Linked DNA regions of Triticum aestivum: region 1 is linked to region 2. Evidence: chromatin contacts called from public Hi-C data. All regions are on one chromosome and are shown on one strand. The core of a region is the stretch at or near the end of the contact, and the rest is flanking DNA. Distances in the headings are between cores, read along the strand shown. Region 1 holds the start of LOC123078874. Region 2 holds the start of LOC123074651 (ABC transporter G family member STR2).

Evidence for each region. Hi-C and Micro-C count contacts between places; a contact is called where the count stands out from the background.
Region 1: a contact with region 2 is called in a Hi-C map of leaf, with 8 times the contacts expected there. The contact joins the promoter of LOC123078874 here to the promoter of LOC123074651 in region 2. A contact is called at or near these places in 3 of 5 Hi-C or Micro-C datasets (all in leaf).

What each region holds. Positions count from the first base shown.
Region 1 is chr3D:357,946,230-357,949,629 of IWGSC CS RefSeq v2.1, reverse strand. It overlaps LOC123078874, which reads left to right and starts at 1,263. Exons shown (of 5, transcript XM_044501514.1): 1 at 1,263-1,523; 2 at 1,888-1,954; 3 at 2,036-2,416; 4 at 2,831-3,168. The coding sequence starts at 1,401.
Region 2 is chr3D:357,350,425-357,354,152 of IWGSC CS RefSeq v2.1, reverse strand. LOC123074651 (ABC transporter G family member STR2) reads right to left here and starts at 2,102. Exons shown (of 4, transcript XM_044497436.1): 1 at 1,546-2,102; 2 at 826-1,463; 3 at 84-731. The coding sequence starts at 2,070.

The sequences.
Region 1 (3,400 bases), core at 14-2,513, 600 kb before region 2:
AGGTCCTTTTTTCTTTTCCTTTTTTCCACTGTTTTTTTTTCATTTTTTCTATTATTTTCTCCCTTTCTATTTTTTGTTTCAAATCCACAAACATTTATAAAATTCATGATTTTTCTTTGAAAGCCGTGAATATTTTTTGAATTCACAATTTTTTTCAATTTCGTGAACATATTTTGAAATTAGCGAAAATTTATGATTTTTTTAGAAAAATTGTGATTTTTTTTTCAAAATCACAAGCATTTTATAATTTAAGGTATTTTTAGATTCATGAACATTTTTTCAATTGGCTAATTTTTTAAAATTCATTGAAATAATATACTCAGCCAAAATTTGAAGAACAAAGTGAAAAAACAAAATATTTCTAACTAATGAATTTAAAATGCAAGTTTTATTAAAATAACGACTAGTATCTTTTTTCTGCAAAAATACTTTATTAACCATTGGTAATCTTTTGTACATAGCCCGAAGGCTGCAAAAGCCAAACATGACAACTTGAAACAAGTTGCAATGAATTGCTAGCAAAATTATGGGCATCTACATTGCATCATCTACCGTCATGCTTAAAAACTATACTACCTTCGCCCGGAATTAGTTGTCGCTGAAATGGATGTATCTAAACGTATTTCAGCGTTAAATACATCTGTTTGAGCGACAAATAATTTCAGACGGAGAGAATACCGTCCATAGCATTCTTCATCTCTATAAGTTCTCTAATGATCATCACAATTACCCCAAACGTCCCGTTCTGGATGCTACAAATAACACCAGAATAGTCAGAAGCAATAGACTGCGAGCTTAATCCTTGATCGTGAGCAAGGCATAAAGCTTTCCTATATGCAATTGCTTCAACAGATGAGCGATCCATCACTCTGTCCATAAGACCATAACCAGAACGAAGGCCCCTCAAGAAAGCTCCATTTTTTAGTGAAAAATTGCCGCCGCCAAGCTCTTCCTTTGCTCCACTGAAATCGCCCCATCAACACTCCCTTTTACATCGTGCTTTTAGGCCAAATACGCTCTATTTTATTGATCGTCAATAACAACGCACATGGAAATACAATGGGCTGGCCCATCCCACGCGGACGTGCGCGGAGCGCCGCCGTCTGCGATCGGCTCGAGTTTCCCGGCCGTGTTTTCCCCGTGAAATTGCAGCCCAGCTGTACATACTAGGCCCGTCCGCATATGCATGTTCTTTAAAAAACAAACTTCTCTATAAAAAAAACTGAATTCTTCTAAAAAAAGAAAAAAATCTGACATCTGGGCCCCGACGTCACAGTTCTCGTGCGGCAGTCTGACGACCACCACACCAAACAAACCTCACCGGGCCAAGCGGCCGGGGCGCCCGTCCGTCCGTCCCACCGTCCTCTTCCCCTTGCTGCTGCCAGATAGCGCAACGGACCATGGCCGCCGTGGCAGGCCCCACCGTCCTCCGGCTCCGCCCCAGGGCCGCCTCCCCGTCTGCTTCGGCCTTCTCCGCCTCTCCTCGCTGCCGCCTCAGCTCCGTAGCCTGCTCCTATCCCAAGGCAATCCCCTCCTCCTCGTGCCCAAACGCCTAGAGCATTTTTCCTCTATCTGTATGACCTCCTATTTCGTGCTTGGTTAGCGATTAGGTGAGTTTTAATTAGTTACTGGTGGAAGTTTTAGTCCCCCGTATGGATAATTCGAAAAGGATGATTTTATTCCCTCTATTGGGTGCGATGTCAACGTGCCAATGAGTTTCAGTCATTTTTTGGTAGACTTTTTACTGAAATACGAGTACCTCTTAAATTTTGACAGTTACATACTTACATGTACCTACTCTATGCTCCATATACTTCTGCGATTCTGGATGCTATGAACATGAAAATTGCGGTGAATTGTCTGGTTTGACACAGGGTTATCTCTCAGCTTGCAGGATCATTTGCAGTTCAAAGGGTAAATGGATGTAGGATGCAGTACTTGGGCACTCTAAAAGGTAATTTTTCCCCTTACTTTATGAAAAGCTCTTTATTGAATACACATAGCCGTTTACGTTGATTTTACCACATGTTAACAGAACAAGTTCTAAGGAGCTCCGGCAACCATGATGGACATATTAAGCGAATTGTTTCCTGCACTGCTAGCGACAAACAGGAGCCAATTGCTTCACTTACCTCGGACACGCCAGTCTTAGAAGATACCAAGAGTAATACTGCAGATTCCTCTGCATCTTTGGGCTCCGATTTTACTGAGAGGAGTGCTGGAAAACCGGGATTCATCTCATTTCATGGCGGCAGCTCTCAAACGTTAAGTGTGGAGAGTGTGCCACATCCTGGCAAGGAAGCATCTAGATTAGTATGGTTTGTTGGTCCAACTATTCTTGTGGCATTCTTGGTTCTTCCATCGCTTTACCTGCGGAGAGTACTCTCAGCCGTGTTTGAGGATTCCCTGTTGACAGGTATCCTTTCTGTGATAATTCAGAAATTTGTTCTTTTCATCCTCAACAACTCTGATAGTGTCTTTTATCTCATTCCTTTACCTCCCAGTCCCACCTTTTATTAGCTGAGGGAAATCAGTTATGTTGGTTACCATTTAAGACAATCATATATCTGTGCCTGTTAGTAGCATTTATTCCATTAAAAGGCATGTAAGTAATTGGTGATTGAAAATAGGTAATTTCATTGCTTTACATCTGATCATCCCCCATACACATTGTAACAATTTTCTTTCCCTTAAATGAACACCGATGCACGTAATTCGTTCTTGGAATATATTTACACATCTACTCCAAAGACACTACATATACCATTCCTCATTTGGATAAAAACTAGCCATAGCTGCATTACTGATAGAATTTTATTGTTGTGTGCAGATTTCCTTATACTATTCTTCACTGAGGCTCTGTTTTACGGAGGAGTTGGGATTTTTGTCCTGTTGATTGATAAAGTCTGGAGACCTTTGCAGCAGGTAGCACCTAAGAGCTACATCTGGTCAAAAGCTAGATTTTTCCGAATTTCTTCAGTAACAACGATGGTTCTAAGCCTGATAATACCGCTTCTGACAATGGGCATGGTTTGGCCCTGGACTGGTCCAGCAGCTTCAGCTACTCTTGCACCTTATCTGGTAGGTCTTGTTGTACAATTCGCATTCGAACAGTATGCACGGCATCGGAAATCACCTTCTTGGCCAGTTATCCCTATTATCTTTAAGGTAATGTGGTTCTTACTTTATCCTGGTATTGTTTGGATCCTGAAGTTACCCTTTCGAGTTATAATCAAGTGTGATTGGGTGGATATGTTTATGCCATTGTTAAGATGGTAGTCATTCGTGGTGACCTGATGTTTCAGAGTTTGGTTTATCAGTCCATTTAGTAAATTTGCAATTGCTTAATGATAACGTGGAGCCATTTGCAGAATATAAGTCATTATACATGCGGGGTAGG
Region 2 (3,728 bases), core at 853-3,352:
GGCTTTGGCCCGGACCAATCCATTTTCCTCCCACCAAAAAAATGTACTTTGTCTAAAAAAAAAACAAAATGTACTGTACTTACCCAAGGATGAAGTTTGGCACGATAGAGCTGATGAAGACGACGAAGGAGTTGGTGGAGAGGAGCGAGGCGTAGAGCATGACGAGGAAGTAGACGAACTGGCCGTGGAGCCCGATGGCCCACCAGGTGATGAGGGCGTAGGCGGCGGACTGGAGCAGGAGGAAGGGCAGGTACGTGATCACCCCGGCGACCACGTACGCGGACGCGCGGTAGGCGTTGTGCGAGGTCTCCCTGATGAAGATGAAGCGCTCCTGGATGAAGGCCGGGACGGCGTCGTTGGAGGAGAAGAAGAAGACGCAGACGGTGAAGATGAAGAAGCTGAGCCGGTTGGTGATGCCCTGCGTGTTGTCCTTGGGCTTGATGAACATGGTGGCCATCAGGAACCCCATCACCGTCAGCACCATCAGCCGCGACAGGAACAGCTCCGGCGTGCGCCAGATGTTGGTGAAGTTGCGCCGCATCAGCACCCACACCTCCGCCGCGTACGAGTTGGCGAACTTGCCGCGGTGCCCCAGCGCGTTGATGCCCACGCCGGGCGCCCCCGTGGCGGACGCGCGCTGCGCCGGCGACAGGTAGTCGGCCTCGTTCACCGTGTACACAGAGATGCTGCTCAGCGGCGTCGGCGTCCCCATCACGATCTCCGGCCCGTACCTGTGGATTCCCGGAGACAAGCTATGCGGTTCATGCGACCGATTCCCGGAGACAAGCTATGTTCATAGCACGATGAGGAACGTTTTTGGGGTACCTTGGAGGGTTCTGTGACTTGCCGCTTTGATCTTTCCTGGGGCGCCGGGACGGCGTGAACTGCGCGCCGCTCCATGGAGACTTGGAGTGCTGGCTCCTGAGGCTGTGGTCGAAGTCCTCGCCCCCGGGCCCAACCGGTGTCGGAGGGATGCTAGACACGGTGGAGATCCCCTCGGCGGCGAGCTTGCGCGGCTTCAGACCGGTGAGGCAGAACTCGGCGAGGGCGTTGACGCCGAACTCGGACTGGTCGTACTCCTGGATGACGTCGAGGAGGTGCTCGATGGAGTTCTCCCCTTTGGGCACCTTGCGGCCCATGCGGCCGAGGTGCGCGGTCACCTCCTTGGGCCCGCCGCTGTACATGAGCTGCCCGCGTGCCAGGATGATGAGGTGGTCGAGTAGCTGCAGGATCCGCGACGACGGCTGGTGGATGGTCAGCACCACGGTGCTCCCTGCGCACGCGATGTCGTGCACCTTCTCGATCACGCTGTGCGCGCTCGTCGAGTCGAGCCCCGACGTCGGCTCGTCGAGGAACAGCAGCGCCGGCCCGTGGATGATGTCCACGCCGATCGAGACGCGCCGGCGCTCTCCGCCGGACACGCCCCTCGTGCCCTCGTCCCCGATGTACGTGTTCCTTGATGTCTGCACAGATGTTTTGTTAACACGTTATACACACCGTGCGCACGTACGAATGATCTAGCGTCTTTGATTAATGGGATATTACCGTGAGCCCGAGCTGCTCGATGAGGTTGTCGACGCGGAGCTTCTTGTCGGAGGGGGAAACGGCGGAGCCGAGGCGGAAGTCGGCGGCGAACAAGAGCGTCTCGTAGACGGTGAGCATGGGGAAGAGTCGGTCGTCCTGCATGACGTAGGCGGACGAGCGCTTGATGACACTGGGGCTCATCTCGACGCCGTCGAGCGCCACGCGGCCGTCGAGGCTGGAGATGCGCCCGGCGAGCGCGTCCAGGAATGTCGACTTGCCAGCGCCGCTGGGGCCCATCACGGCGGTGACGCAGCCTTTGGGCGCGTACCCGGTGATCTCGTGCAGAAGGTCCACGTCCTTCTTCTCCCACTCCCCGCCGACGCCCCGCTGCTTCTTGACCACCGTGTACGTCAGGCTGGTGAACTCCAGCCCGCCGGTGAAGCTGAACCGGCTGCCGCCTTTCGCCGTCGGCATCTCCGGCTGGTCCATGTCTATCACGGCTTCCAGGTCCCGGTGGCCGCCGTACCGGTGGTTCGGCTGCGCCATGGTGCTCACAGACACTAGCGACTGTCTATTGCTGCCAGTCCAGTATGATGTTTTTTGTAACCATGCAATGCGTGTGTATACTAAAGCATTGGCCTTCTTATTGGCATGCCACTGCAAGCTTGGAGAGTTTGTCCCGATGGTATGAGCCAATGTCGGGCGTGAGAAATGAGGATGGACAATGAGATTCATCGGAGTGAACGTTGGTAGGGTCAGCTTTTGGTTTCGACCGCCGAGAGGTGATTGGCAGTTTGTCCTCGACAGTATCATGGCCTCATACACATTGAGGTGTCGTAGCAGCTATTTTTGCTTGGAGGTTGCTTCTGGAATGCTGAACTTTTGGAGTTAAGCCCGCCAGAGAAAGGATGCCATGTGTCTATAATAGAGTATTAGGAAGCTACCATACTGGAAGTTGGGAATTACCGTGAAAATAGTTCTAAAAAAGAGGAATTACCTGTGAACCAACCTGTGATTGGATGGTTAGAGGGACAGTGGTATCCCCAGCTCACCAGAGTTCAAGTCCTGGTGCTCGCATTATTCCTGAATTTATTTCAGGATTTCCGGCGATCCACTCCGTCCGAGTATGTTCCGGCCTCCCAGTGAATGGGCATCCAAGATGGCTTCACGGAAGACGTCGCCACTGGCCGAGCCTATGCAATTTGACATGGGGGCTATCAATTCCCCTTTGTTTGAATTCGGGCAAACATCGCACACGAAAAAGAAGAAGGTAGTCAAGCCAAGAGGTCCAACATTCACAACCTTTGAAGATGTGTTGTTGATTGAATCTTGGTTGGCCAGTGGCGAGTCCAGTAGGTGGGCTTCATAGGGCTCTAGCCTATCCTCCAAAAAATGAATTTTTTCAATACTACTCTTCACAACTCAGCCCATCAGCCCAAGTGCCCAGCAACAGGCAACAGCAGAGCAGCCCACACGGCCACACTAGAGCAACGAAGCACACATCCAGGGCTCCAGGCTCCACGCAAGCTGCACACTCCACACGCGCATCCAGGGCTCCGGACCTAGCGTTCATCGGTGTTGGGGCGGCCGGCAACGGACCAGGCAACCGGCGGGGGCGGCGGACTGCCGGAGCCCGGAGCACTACACCAGCAGCTAGGCGCATGCGCCTCTTCGACGAGCCAAGGTGCCAACTGGCCGCGGCCACCCAAGCTGGCCGTCGGCGGGCCTCCTGCTAGTTGCCAGCCAAGCCTCGGATTCGTAGGTGTACTGCTCCTGAAGGAGTTGAGGCGTTGAGCCAGGGGGCGTTCAGCTGTTGAGGCGTGCCCACTGTTGGCCGGCTGGGTAATTTGAATCAAAAATTTATGTACATTTGTAGTTGCTACTTACTAGTTCATGTTATGTTAATTAATTTAGTGTCCTATTCCTATGCAAATTATTTGCAGATTTGTAGAAATGAAGAGAAAAATATGAGCATAAACAGTTTTTTTGCAAGTAGTTCAAGCACTCCTTGTGTCGAACCCGATCCTATCCCAGCCAGTCCACTGATCCCAGCGAATGTGAACCCAGATCCTCTTCCCATGACTGTAGGACCATAGTTCCTACTTCAACTAATGAGAGAACTGATCCCTCAACCCCAAGCAATGAGAGAAATGACACCACTTTTGATGAGAGTACAAACCAACAAAGAATGCCTATACTAGAAT